2 separate regions of the Mus musculus genome follow, and region 2 is linked to region 1. A link is a contact called in public Hi-C data. All regions are on one chromosome and are shown on one strand. The core of a region is the stretch at or near the end of the contact, and the rest is flanking DNA. Distances in the headings are between cores, read along the strand shown. Region 1 has its middle 81 kb from the start of Zcchc2. Region 2 overlaps Phlpp1 (PH domain and leucine rich repeat protein phosphatase 1).

Evidence for each region. A called contact is a pair of places that touch in the nucleus more often than the background predicts.
Region 2: a Hi-C map of B cells shows a contact between it and region 1, with 1.7 times the contacts expected there. The contact joins two enhancer-like sites. A contact is called at or near these places in 1 of 15 datasets of contacts at CTCF or cohesin (pro-B cells), 9 of 484 Hi-C or Micro-C datasets (B cells, the HL-1 cell line, the HPC-5 cell line and 5 more), 1 of 115 datasets of contacts at active chromatin or transcription factors (embryonic stem cells) and 2 of 9 other capture datasets (adipose tissue and pancreatic islet).

What each region holds. Positions count from the first base shown.
Region 1 is chr1:106,068,207-106,075,140 of GRCm38.p6, reverse strand. It overlaps the pseudogene Gm26509. Among named protein-coding and RNA genes, the nearest start is that of Zcchc2, 81 kb to the right of the region's middle. Within about 2 kb of position 4,085, at least 34 of the 459 cell types and tissues checked have an H3K27ac peak or open chromatin away from gene starts, as enhancers often do. A contact at or near this core is called in B cells, where this site is marked.
Region 2 is chr1:106,272,461-106,279,394 of GRCm38.p6, reverse strand. All of the region lies in intron 1 of Phlpp1 (PH domain and leucine rich repeat protein phosphatase 1), which reads right to left. Among named protein-coding and RNA genes, the nearest start is that of Phlpp1, 100 kb to the right of the region's middle. Within about 2 kb of position 4,469, at least 43 of the 459 cell types and tissues checked have an H3K27ac peak or open chromatin away from gene starts, as enhancers often do. A contact at or near this core is called in B cells, where this site is marked.

The DNA.
Region 1 (6,934 bases), core at 2,836-5,335:
CTGTAAGCAGGTCACCTGTAGAAGTAACTTCAATTCCTCTTATGTAATTGTCATATCTGAGACTTACTGCTAACTCAGCTCACCCTTTCTGGTTCTTTCTGAACTCTAGCTGGCTAGTCCAACTTAGCTGTTCTGGCTCAAACTGCTCTCCAAGGTTCAATCTGGCTTCTCTCAGCTTCTCGCTGAATTGCTCTGCTTGGTCTCAAACTAACTCTGGCAATTTGTTATAAGCTTCTGGCTACTCCTTATTCTTCGACTTATATTGTCTCTGCTGCCCTGCACACAGCTGCATGGAACAAACTCAACTCCACTGACTCCCACCTGTTAACTGACAGAACTAAACTCACCTGAAGTGCACTCATTGAACCGCCCTCTAGTTAGATGTCACTTTCAAACACGGTTGCTTCCTTCTACAAAACAAAAACAAAACCAACCTTACCTACATTGTTTGGCATTAAAAGTTTGTACTAACGGTGTGTTGTATTCCAGCCAGGAGGATTAAAGCTATGTGACACACCTGCATTCCAGCTGGATCACACAGACCTAAGAAGATCTCTGGATATGATCCCTAGCCAGAGAAGCCATGTTGCTGGATTAAAATTCCTCTAGAGTCACTCAATATCCATCCAACATGTACATAGGTTCTGGGTATCTGCTCTGTAGTGGCTCCATTGGATCCACCCTGGGACTTGATGCCTGTGTCTTGTGTCCTGGCTCTGTCAGTTCCTTCTTTACACCCAGGGTGGAGGCCGATTCTCTCTGCTGCTATTCATATCTATATTTGTTCAGGGGCTTCCTTCCTGACCCCCCTTTCACGTCAAGATCATCCCCTTTCGGTGCCTTTGGCTTGGATGTCTAACTCCAAGCATAACTCAAAATCCAAACCACAGTAAGATAAAGCCAAACACAGGTTTATTCCTCACTTTTCGTTATCGGGGACTTGGTCCTCAGAGGACAAAGGCTCAGACAAAAGCGAATGCTCCTCAAGTCGTCCACAGGGGATTAAATGACAGAAGCGAAATTGGGCTTTCCGTTTCTTTGAAGCAAGTAAACACTATGTTACTATTTTATCTATTTTCCTCTTTGTTGGTTGTGTTTTAAGGACAAAAGAGCAATGAAGGAAGCTACAGTTTGAACAGTTGTTTTAATTGGTACCTTCAGCTGAATCAGAGAATCTCTCATTGTTACTTCTTGGTAAACATAAGGATTAATTATTAAATATACCCTGAAAAGAAAGAGTGGGTTAGGATAAGGTGTAATTATCAGATCATCTTCACTGGGCATATTGGCTCACGCACTCAGGCAGATCTCTGTGAGTTCGAGGACAGCCTGGTCTACATAGTGAGTTCTAGGACAGCCAGAGCTACATAGTGAGACCTTGTCTCGAATCCCTACTTGCCCACCCCAAAGAATTAGGTAAGCTTTGAACAACAACAACAACAACAACAAAATAACCACAAAAGCAATCAACATGGGGAAAGTTGGGATACTACTAGGACTTCGTATTTTAGGGCTCGTTAAGCTATGGGAGATTATAATTAGTAGCTATAAGGAGGAGGCATAAAGATGAAAGAAAAGACAGGAAGCAGAAGAGTGTGTGAGGCGGCAGAAAGGATGGAAACCATGCCTCATGGAAGACAGGGTGGGACACAGAAGAAACAGGCTAACGAACACCTAAGCGTCATGAGACACACATGCAGGCGTAGACACTGAACACTAGAAGGTAAGAGATAAAGAGAGAATTCCTGCCAACTGAGTTAAAAGGAGATGTTCTCAGCTCCAGCTCCAGCAGGCTCCCTGCAGTGGTGTGTGGCAGATAGGGGAACGGGACTCTGTGTCTCTGCGGTCTCTGTGTTCATGGAGTCTATGGGACTTTGGGGGCCAGCCTGCTTCTCAGATGTCCTGTCCTCTGTGCTTCCCTCTCTGCTACTTAACGTTTACCTGAAAAACTCTGCTGCTGGTATTATCCCCCCCATCTCCCACCCACTCAGAAAAATTCCTTGTACTTTCTTTGTTTGTTTGTTGATTGGTTAGTTTGGTTTTTTGCTTTTGTTTTTTTGTTTTGTTTTGTTTTTGTTTGTTTTTTGACACATGGCTTTGCTATGTAGCCCTGGTTATATGAGAATTCTCTATGTACACCAAGCTAGTCCCCAAATGGCAATGATCCTTCAGAGTGTTTCCTAAGCCGACGTGTGTCACCATGTCCAGTTGGGTTTTTTTTTTTCTTTTTTTAGATTTTATTTATTTATTTACTTATTTCTTTAATGTATGAGTGCTCTATCAGCATGCACACCTGCATGCCAGAAGAAGGCATCAGATCCTATTACAGATGGTTGTGAGCTACCACATGGTTGCTGGGAATTGAAGTCAGGACCTCTGGAGGAGCAGACTGAACCATCTCTCCGTTGGTTTTTGAGATAGGGTCTCGCTCACTCAGTAGTCATCCTGCATTAAATTTCTCACTCAGGTGATACACAAACCGTATTTGCAGGAAAACAAAGGGAGAATAAAAATTCGTTCTCTTGGATCAGGAGGGGGATAAAGTCTGGACTGTAAGACAAAAAAAAAAAAAAAATTAAAGAATAAGTTTAAAAAAAAATCTTTCACCAGCAATTGGTCACCTATATTGTGACAATACATACCTGGTAGTCAGGAGCTCTGGTTTAGCCATTGAAAATTAAAGGAAAATTTGCTAAAATAATTGTTTAAAAGCTCTAGCTCACAGTCAGTATGCTTACACCACAGATAGTGAGGTCTCACCCTGGAAAGACCTAACTCAGAAGCTCTGGGAGAGGCCTGGGAACCTGGGCTTTTAATTGGTACCCAGGTGGCAGTGATGCGGCAGCTGCAGTGACTCCACATACCCCACCCTCCCACCGAGCACTCACAGAATGCTCAGCTAATTAATGTATGCTCAGGGCGGCGCTTCCCAGCAGCGGGCGGGAGAACCTGCTCACCGACCGTCAGCTGGGGAAGCTCTCAGAGGCGTTTGCATTTCTACTACCGTAGAAATCTGCAGTACCACACTGCAGTGTTTAATAAAGTCTATGAACCCCCTGACTATGCTCTTAACTCTTTAAAGGTGGGCCAGTAGTTCCCAAAGACAGCGACCTGCTGACTAACAACAGCAGCATCACATGAGACACTGTTTAAAATGCTACTCCTGTTTTAACAGGCTCCCCTTCCAAAGGATTCTGCTGAGTGCCAAAGTTTGGGAACCCTTGACAGAGGCTAAGCTCAGAAAGGTGCCAACTGTTCCCCTCCATCTGTCTCCTCCTCGCCTTGCTGTGTTTTGTTCTTTCCCTGGAGAACATATTTGTTTATTCTCTGTATTATCTAAACACTGGGTCGAGGCCTTAACATACCAGGTGGAGAAGAGTCTAGAGAAACCTTTTTTCCCTGTCTGTCTGTCTGTGCCTCCCCCCTCCCCCCCAAGCTTACAGGTAGCTGTGATTTGCCTGATGTAGGTGCTAGGAACCAAATTGGGTACCTACTGTAAGAGCAATACCCACTCAACCACCAAACTATTTCCCCCACCCTCACCCCGATTCTGCTTTCAAAAGAACTTACTTGATGAATTGTGTTTTAAAGTGTTTTTTAAAAGAAAACTTACCAGTTTAAAATTTTTAGCAGATCGCTGTAACTATCATCCTCACAAGCCTCCCATACTGAAACTGTGCATGAAACAATTGCGCCCCCTTCAGTTCACGGTGATTAGTGCATCCATTGTCATGCCCCTATTGTAGGAGTCTTCAGAAACTGTACCAGTTGCTTCTCCTGTGCTCATATGACGTTTACTATTTTAGGTACATCATGTCTGTGGGGTCATATAGCTCTTTTGTGACTGGCTTCTTTCACTCAGAATGTTTTCTACTATAAGTAAGGCGGGCCCATTCTTTCAGCTTGGAGCCTCTCCTGGGGTCCCAGAGCCAACTTTCTCTTTGCTCAGGTCAAACATCTGATACCTGCCTGGTTCTGGTCCTAATACCTTGCTTTTATCCCACGCTGATGACTAGCTGTAGGGTCAGCCCTGCAGTTTGAACCCCAGTGGATTTTTAGCTGGGAACAATGGCTTGGTGTTAACTCTGAGCAAACCCCCAGGCTGCGCCACTCTGCTATGCCAGGCTTGGAGCTGCTGTCCTGTGGATCTGCAGCTTTGTGTTCTTTGCACAGAGACAAATAATCAATGCCAGGCAGCAGCAGCGGCAGCAAGCTTCAGAATTCAGCTCTCCCAGGCTTACACAACTCTGGCTTGGGAGCCAGTGTGACAGAGACAGGGGACGCAGAGGATGGCACTTCCAGGATTCACACTAACAGTTCCAGGGTTCCACAGGTAAGGCTGATAAGGGATGCTTACTTTGCAAAGGATACTTCCTCATGGATGCCGAATTTTATTTTCAAATTATTTAGTGGTGGTGAGAGGACCCCATGGGGACAGTGAGATGGCTCAGGGGGTTAAGTCCTTTGATCCCAAGTTGCGGACCTCGGTTCCATCCGCAGGACCTTACTCCCACAAGTTGTCTTCTGATCACTACAAGTGACCACCAACACACAGATAAGTAACTGAATATAATTTAAAATGATTCCTAATGGGTTAGTGAAAACTGGTTCTTACCAAATGAAAGAAACCCACTGTTCTGTAAAGAATATACGGCCTTCACTAGGCACAGCCACCCATCAAGAGGGTTTGCTTTGGTGGCAAAAACTTGATTTGATTTTGAGCTGTGGCTGGGGCTGGAGGTGGCTCGTAGCTCAAGGACAGTTGTGCATTTCATTCAGCAACCTGGCTTCCGCAGCGGCAGGAGGAAGTGCAGAGACGAGGGAGAAAATGAGTAGCTCTGGGGTCTTTGATAAAGTCGGTGGAATGTGAAGAATTTAGACTCTGCTTTATTTTAGTATCTGCTGCAGCTCTTTCCCTGACACCTGTAGGGTTTGCTATGTGCATATGCCAGGTTGGTTCCCAATTCTTAAAATGTGTTTTATTCTTATCTTCACATTGACTGTCTGATGAGCTTCAAGCCACACTGGATGCTCTTTCTATGACTGACACTTGTAACTGACATCTGCTATAGCCATACCAACTTCAGTTTGTGTATGAGTGAAAGAGAGGGGATTGGTGACCTTTAAGCTCCACCCTTCACTGCTGGCAGGAAGAGGAAGTGCTCAGAAGGGTTAATTTGACAGGCATCGTTTGATGGGCATATTATTACATCTAGTTTCTATATTGTCACATGAAACACATTTTTTAAAATTTATTTTTGGAATCCATTTCCACACACACAGCTTGGAAGAGCCAAAAGTGATGAGTGCTATCTAGGGTGTGTGCTTTACAGCCAGGCAACTTTTGGTAGCAACAAGCAAGCAGAAATGATTTTGTAATTACAGGATGGTGTAGGCAGCAGGAAGATTGTGTGCTGTGGAACGATGAACAAGATGTAGCCGTTTCTCCTAACAATCGTGCATCTGTTATGCTTGAGACCAATGTGCTATAACAATAGTGACCACACTTTGGCGATACACAGCTTCCAAAGAATGGGTGCACTTTATGGAGACAACTGGGCCACATGTTTGCAATTTTAGCAGATGTCAGAAATGGACACGCCACCCTTGGCACAGGGGACAGAGTAAGACAAGCTCCTTAAGGAGGTGTGTGTCGTTGGTTATGTGACATCCCAGGGGGAAGGCTTATGAGGTCACACCTCAATACACCCAAGATAGGTGACATTCAGCACTGTTTGCTCTTTAAAATGGCGAACTTTATGTCAACTTCATACAGGCTAGACTAGTCATCTGAGAGGAAGGAACTCCAACTGAGAAAATGCCTCCATGAGATTGGACTTCTAGAGCGTTTTCTTAATGAGTGATTGACATTTGAGGGCCCAGCCCAGTGTGGCTGGGACCACCCCTGAGATGCTGGTCCTGGGTTCTGGAAGAAAGCAGGCTGAGCAAACCACAGGGAACAAGCCAGTGAGCAGCACCCTCTGCATCCGCTCCTGTCTCCAGGACCCTGCCCTACTTGAGTTTCTGCCCTGATTCCCTTTAGCAATAGACTAGGGATAGTAAAGGGGAAGTCAAATAAACCCTTTCCTCTCCAGAAGCCAAACGAGCCCTTTTGATCATGGTGTTTCTTCTCAGCAATAGTTACCCTAAGACAGAGGGTAACACACTCACCACATACCATTCACACTCTTCTTTACAGTAATTACCTATGAAGCTGGAGACAAAAGAAAGTATGTATCGGGCTGAAAGAAAGTGGCTACTTACATGTTCATAGCCATACTAAAAGTAGGTTTGTCTCTTAGACATGTGTATAGGGTATGATGCACAGGTAGAAGTCAGAGGACAACTAGCAGGGGCTAGTTTTCATCTTCCATCATGTAGGCTCAAACTCAGGTTGCCCTTACCCACTGAACCACAGTGCTAGCCCAGAAGCACAGATTTAAATACAAATGTAAAACAGTTCTTTAAGGACTGGGGCTAGTTTAGAGGTAAAATACATACTTAGCACGCATGGGCTCAAACTCCAGTGTACACACACACACACACACCACATACCATACACACTCTTCTTTACAGTAATTACCTATGAAACTGGAGACAAAAGAAAGTATGTATCGGGCTGAAAGAAAGTGGCTACTTACATGTTCATAGCCATACTAAAAATAGGTTTGTCTCTTAGAAAAGGAATCCTTTGAGCAAGCAGTTTTACATTGGGAGACTAAATCTCAAAACAAAGAGGCAGACAACCTCGTTCCCCAGGTCTGTGTCTGTTTCCAGGTGTCCCAAGGGTTTCTCTCAATGTTGGTGTGGAGGAAGAAGAGAACTTGGGGTTCCACTGCTGAAAGAAAAGTACAAGGGTCTGACTCTCCCACAGAGCCCTCCTGGTGTTTTCAAGGTTAGAACTGGGCTTCCTGGCTGGGCGAGGACCCTGAAA
Region 2 (6,934 bases), core at 3,220-5,719, 200 kb before region 1:
AAGATTCTAAGGAAAAATGAAAATGGACTAAAATAATAACTGAATCCTAAAACCCAATTTCCTTGACTATAAAATAAAGTAACAATCTCCAACAAAGGATCTGATCTAAACAAACTCACCCCTCCACACACACACACACACACACACACACACGTGAATACAAAGAAGTAGATATATTATTTAACCACATCAGAGAAGCTTCAAGGACATGTAGAACCTATCACATTTATTCAGATTGGCAAATAAGTATAACAGAGACTAAAAGAGATAAAAAAAAAAAAACACCCAGGGTATATGAAAGAGAGCCCTTTCAATTCTCTAAGGAAATCACCAGACAGCCAGAAAGAAGCTTCAATAGAATGGGCGTATCAACAAAGGTTTTTATTCTCTAGTCAGGAAAATTCCCAAGAGTTCCACAGAGCCATGGACTCCAAGGACAAGAGAGGTTTGCCTTACAAAACACTAAAGAGCCCACTCTGAATCAAATTGCCACCTGCCTACCCCACCCCACCCACTCTCACCCCACTCCCACCCCCACCCCCTTGTTGTTCTGAGTGCATTTCACTCTAGTTGTTTCTTCCTGGGTGTTCCAGACCAGACACACCTGCAGAACTGGCTGTGTACCAGCTGCACGCTGGGGAATACGGAGGTGACTGAGGTAATACACACCTGGGCAATCACACGGGCACACCCTCCTTTGTGCCAAACTTCCTTATTCTTCAACACCGGAATTATTCTAGCTCTCACTATGTAGCCACAACCACTGTAATTTAAAGTTATTCCAATTGCTAGTGCTCTAATAAATATCAGTAACATCCAAGAAGTTGTTGTCTGCCAGTTTAAAGCTAAGCCAATGAGAAGAGTTTGGGCTGCAGAAATGTTACTCTAACCCCTTGTAAGCTCAAGACATTCTCATGACTCAGGATATGCTCTGAAAACAAATTTCAGGCTGAAACAGACATAGGACAACAGACATTTAAAAACACATGCGCATACTTTTGCTTCTACCTGCTCACTTGGCACATAGCAGAACTGGTGCTCTAAAGTCAGCAAGATGGTTGGTTTAGCAGCAGGTTCAGCACGTGCCCCTAAGCTTGAAGTTCTGAATCCAATCCCTGGTACCCACACGATACATAGAAAGTTCCCACAAGCTGTCCTCTGTTCTGCTGCACATGCATGCATGTATGTATGCATGCACACATATAAATATGCAATGTTCTTTAATGGTTATCTATACTACCCCCCCAAGACACTGACCCATAAAAGAGGTTATGACCCCTTATAGGAAATTATACCATGATTTTCAAGGATCTACTTCCTAATGGCTTATTGAACACCCCTTCTCCCACATCAAAAGACAATTTTCCTTTCACTTCTTTCTTATAGTACAATTCCTGGCTTTGGTAATGACATGTCCACCATAGCCTTGCACAGGAGAGAGAGCAAGTATGCACATGCGCATCATGGGCATCCTGAGTATCAGTCTTCCATGGGTTATCCCTGCAAATAGGCCCCACAGCCTAATGCCCCAGGCATTGCTACCCATGATGTGCCATGGCCCACAAGGAGAAGTCACCACCGAGGTCCCTGCAGAATGCAAGCCCTGAAGCATGTCAGCCATCACTTCCAGCGCAGTGATGCCTGGGCTCCTCATCCTGCAACTGCTAGTTACAGAAGTGCCTAGTACCACCCCCCTACACACACACACCCCCACACACACACGGGACACCATGCCCTACATCCCGGGTCTCTCCAAGGCCAACTCCAGCCACTAATGGGCCAGCTTCTTTTTCAGGAAATCACCCTTCATTCACAGATTCAGTGATACAGAGCTGAGTCTCCTGAGCAGAAGGCTCCTCCTTCCCCAGTCACTCCCCTCCGAAGCCTCATCATCCCTGAAACCTTGAAAAACAATCAATCATCCATCTTGGGCAGGCCAACACTAGGAACCCGTGCTAAGCTGGCAGAACCATTAGCCACCACAAGCTTAAGTGCTGCTAGGCCCAAGCTTCATCCATTCATCCAGTAAATTAGGAGGGCTGCAGCAACAGACACCAGCAGGAGCTGGACAAAGTCATCTCTTGGCTCACAGCACTGAGCTCTCCTGATCTTATAACTATGCCTTGCACCAAGCAGAAAATAAACTCCTAGCAGCCATCACCGCCCCCCCCCCAAAAAAAAAGAAAGAAAGAAAAGAAAAAGAAAAGAAAGAAAGGAAGGAAGGAAGAACAAAAGAAAAATTCCACTATAAACTAGACCTATGCAAAATTCTAGGGGTATTAAGAGACTCTTTCCTGAATCCACAGCTTCAAGCACCATTTCTCAGGATGTGGTTAGAGACCTGTATCAGAACCACGTGGTTTTCTGACAACTCTAAAAGACCTACAATTTTGGAATCCTGGTAGTCACAGACCAAATGCTGCTTTCAGCATTGCCACCAAAATTTCTGTTTTATGGCAATAAATCTAAAAAATTTAATACATCTGGAACTCATTTTGCAAAGTAAGATTTTCCTCCAACAAATGTATTCTTTATACTCATGAATTTCAACTTTGTGCTCACCACAAACCATCTGCTTAATGTTTCTATACCACATAAAGTCACTTTAAAAATAACATGAAAGAAAGCTGTGGACTCCAGAAGGAGTAACATTAAGAAAAACAAAAACAAACAACAAACAAACAAACATGTATAGAAAGCTGGAGAGAGAACGCAGAGTTTAAGAGCACTTACTGCTCTTGCAGAGGCCCCAGACACACACACACATACACACTATCTATCTATCTATCTATCTATCTATCTATCTATCTATCTATACACACACACACACACACACTCACTCACACACACACATATATAAAATAAAATTCAAAAGGTAAGTATACATAAATATCACATCTGGTATATAAGTACAATTGAATTCATGTGACTGACCTCAAGAAAATAAGTGATGTTAACATTAAGGGCAAGAGTCTATCAAATTTTCTCAAATTACATTCCAAACATTTTTAAGGTTTTTTTTTTTCATTTTTAAGTTTTACTATAAACATTAAATTACTTTGAGATTTCTCATATCTTTTATATCTATCATTCCCAGTACTCTTCATTCCTTTATATAGATCCAATCCATGTGAGGTTATTTTCATTCTGCCTCAACATCTTAGCCTTTTCTGGGATCTGCTAATAATGCCTGTCAGCTTTTGTGTATAGAAAGCCCTCTTTTCCTTTGTTTTTTAGTAATATCGCACTGTACTCTAGGTTAACAGTCTTTTTCTTCAGAATTCTGAAGATGCCCTTCCAGCACCTTCTAATTCTGGTAAGAAGTGTGCTGCTATAAGTGTGCATGTAACTGCTGCCTTGCTGGCTTTTTCAAGATTTTATTGCTAGTTTTAAGCAATTGTTTTTTTCTCTTTAATGTATGGTAGCAGGAGAGTGTACACGTGCAGGCCAGAAGAAAATCACGAGTGTGGGACGCTCTGTCCACAGCCTTAGCAGCACGGTTTCTCGTGCCTCCACCATCCTGGACTGAGATTACTGGTTTGTGACACCACAGCAGGCATGTCCAGGCCGAGAGTCTACATGGGTCCTTGTACTTTCAAGGCCAGCACTTCACCGGCTCAGTATTTTCCTGGCTCCCTGAAACCTGACTTTGATATATTCCTTTACATGTCTTATACACAAGACTTAGAAATGATGGTTAAATTTGAGAATGTTGCCAACTATTAGTACTTCAAATACTTTCTCTGAGCTCACTAGTTCCCTTGGAGGTTTCCAACTGCACATGCGAAATTAAATACTTGAAATCATAAACCCATGAGGTTCTGTCTGTTTGCTTTCCTTACTGGCTGTGCCAATTACTGTATCTTCTGTTTACTAGTCTTTTGTTCTGACTGTTTAAATCTGTTTTGTTTTAAATCAGTTCTAATATATGTGCGATTTCCAGAAGCTCAATTTGGGTACACGCACACACAAAAGTACTTTCATACAAAGAATAAGTACAGTAGCTGTGTCTATATCCTTGCAGTTAATCCTGTCCCTTACGCTGCTGCTATGTCAGTTTCGCTCAGAGACTGTTCTCCATATGGGTCTTTTTTTCACATCACTGATAATTTTTGTTTGAATACCATTTGCTATGAATTCTAATTTGTGTTTGCTGATTTGTGAATGCTAATTTGTATTTCCACAAATAGTACAGAACTGTTCTAGAACAGTTATTTGGAAGCAATGTATTTCTTGTAAATGTATTTGTAAGACGGCAATCTTGAGCCAATAATACTAGCAACCAGTACTCTGATAAGTCCTCTTTCCACTCTGGCTAGTAGGAACCTGACCTATTCCTGAGCCACATCTGTATCAGGCATGACCTCTGCCAGTCTGTTTCAGTGTTTTCCCAGCTCTGTATACTTTCCTCACATGCATGCTCTGATTGGTATTCACTACGTCTCAGTGAGGACCTTCTACAGCTTTCAAGAACTCTACCTCCCTGAGCTCCTCTTCTCGCTCTAGCGCCCAAGCTCTAATTATGCAGCCTGCTTCCTGAAAACACGGAACTACGATTTTGTTGCCAGTGAATTATCCGTGCTGAGTGCTCCCTAGAGCCTCTGTTGCTGTTGCTTTTTTAATTATGTACTTGTTTATTCTGTGTGTGCTTGTGAGACCTGAAGAAGTCAGTTCTCTCCTTCTACCATGTGGGAAGGCTCAAACTGAGGTCATCAGACTTGACAGCAAGTTTCTTTGCCTACTGAGGCAGGGGCGCTGAAGAGATGGCTCAGCGGCTGAGAGTGTGAACTGCTCTTGCAGACGACTTGAGATCCACTACCAGAGTCACGTCAGGCAGCTTAAAATTGCCTGCAGCACTGGGAAGTGGTGGCACACACCTTTAATCACAGCAATTGGGAGGAGAGACAGGTGGATTTCTGAGTTCGAGGCCAGCTTGTTCTACAGAGTGAGTTCCAAGACAGCCAGGACTACACAGAGAAACCCTGTCTCTCAAAAAAAAAAAAAAAAAAAAAAAAGCCTGCAGCTTCAGATCTTCAGATCCAGAGGATCTGACACCATCTTCTGCAGATCTCCATAGACACCTACACACAAGTAGACACACACACACACACACACACACACACACACACACACACATCCATGTTTACAAATTCTTTTACATTCTTCCCCCAAAAGCGGGATCTACCTTCCATTCCCCTTCTGTGTGGCTAGCTTCTTAATAAAAAGAACAGTAGCCGCTTGCAACCTCCAAAAGTGGGTCATAAAAGGCACAGGGCTGGATGACACCTACTTTCTAGGACTTTATAGAGACAAAACTCTTTGGCAAAGCCGCTGCTTGGTCATGGAGGAATGCACACAAACTGATGAAGGGCCAAAGAAAGGAGGTACAGGGACTTCTCCAAAGCAGCCAGTGCGGAACTGAGGCCTCTAACCACCTGCATGTAAGTCTTAACGGAACAGTCAAGCCCAAAGTGCTGCAGTTCCTGGGATATATGTCTGCAAAGTTCACAGCAGACCCGCAGCCAGACATTCAGCAAGCCCACACCCAAGCTCCCACTCAGAGAAACTACGGAAACAAAGGTTTACAACTCTGAGCCACTGAGGTTGAGGACTCGGACTAGTGTCACTTACTATGCTGGTTTCACTTAGTTCTGTTTCCTGAATATAGCAAAAGCATAGTGGCTTGTATTTTCTCTAAAAGGATAAAAATAAATAAAACTTTGTAAAAAGTATTGAACCTGGAAATAGTAAAGAAAGAGTAATAGGACATTAAGCTGCCAAAACAACTGCCAAATGCTATGAGCCTTCATGAACAAAACCTAGGTGTATCTGAGGACTCTGCCGGTCGTGGAGAAATTCAACATGGCCCCGGATGAGTGACAGCACTCAGTGCTCACTTCAACAGCACTATCTTTTGAGCTTAAGCACTAATAAACTATAAAGTGTGTTCTTATTGGACTCAAATCCCTAAATCCTTTTGACTAGTTGCAGTGATAGAAAGGATGAATTTAATCACCTGTCTAGGGCCACTTCAAGAGCCAGCAAATAGACTAAAATGACCCTGGAAGAGTCCAGAGACCTGAGTCCCAAACCACATCAGTAATTTTGTCTCAGACGAAGAAGCTAAGGTCACAATGACAAGCCCTGGCAGGAGCCCTGAAACAGCCTGAAGTCCGCTTGCTCTTAGCTAATGAAAACTACAAGCAGCCACTAACTGGATTGGAGGAGGGTTACTTCATGCCTCAAATCAAAATGCATCAAATCAGCTGCCCAGTAATTCTTGCTTCTTCCTGATAGCTATTCAATTTGACTGGGATTATATATAGCTCTCAAGCTCCTGGAGACTCTTAAGCCTTGAAAATACTAACAGAGGTTGCAATTTGCTTTACAATACTCATTAAGTAGTGCCAGAAAATGTATACTCTCCCCAGTGGTCTTAATGCTTCAGTAAACAGAGCTAAAGTAATTTAAATGTGGGGAGAGAAAGCTACCAGAGCAAACTCTCAAATAAGCTATGGCAAAATTAGTTATAAACTTTTAAATTATGAGATTATTGTTGTAACTGTATGGCTCAGTATAAATACTGAATGGAATCCATTTTGAGTGGAAGGCCTCAAACTTTTTAACATACACAGGAAATCACCTGGAAGCCTGCAAAACAGATTGTAGGGTTTCACCTCCGAGAGTTTTAGACTCAACTGAGTTTTAGAATTCAGTGAGAGTATAGTTTGTGACACACCAACTTCAGCACTGGGTGCAATGGCTCCTTTAACAGAGGCTCTGTAGCATTTGATTACATTAACTTGAACGACAGAAGCAAATGAACCAGGCTGGAGGTAAGATGAACTAGCTTAAGTTCTCAGGCACCTTTAACTCTATCCTCTAGACACCAAGGAAAACAGTGGATTAGCTGGCTTTAGTAGTGGATGCTCAG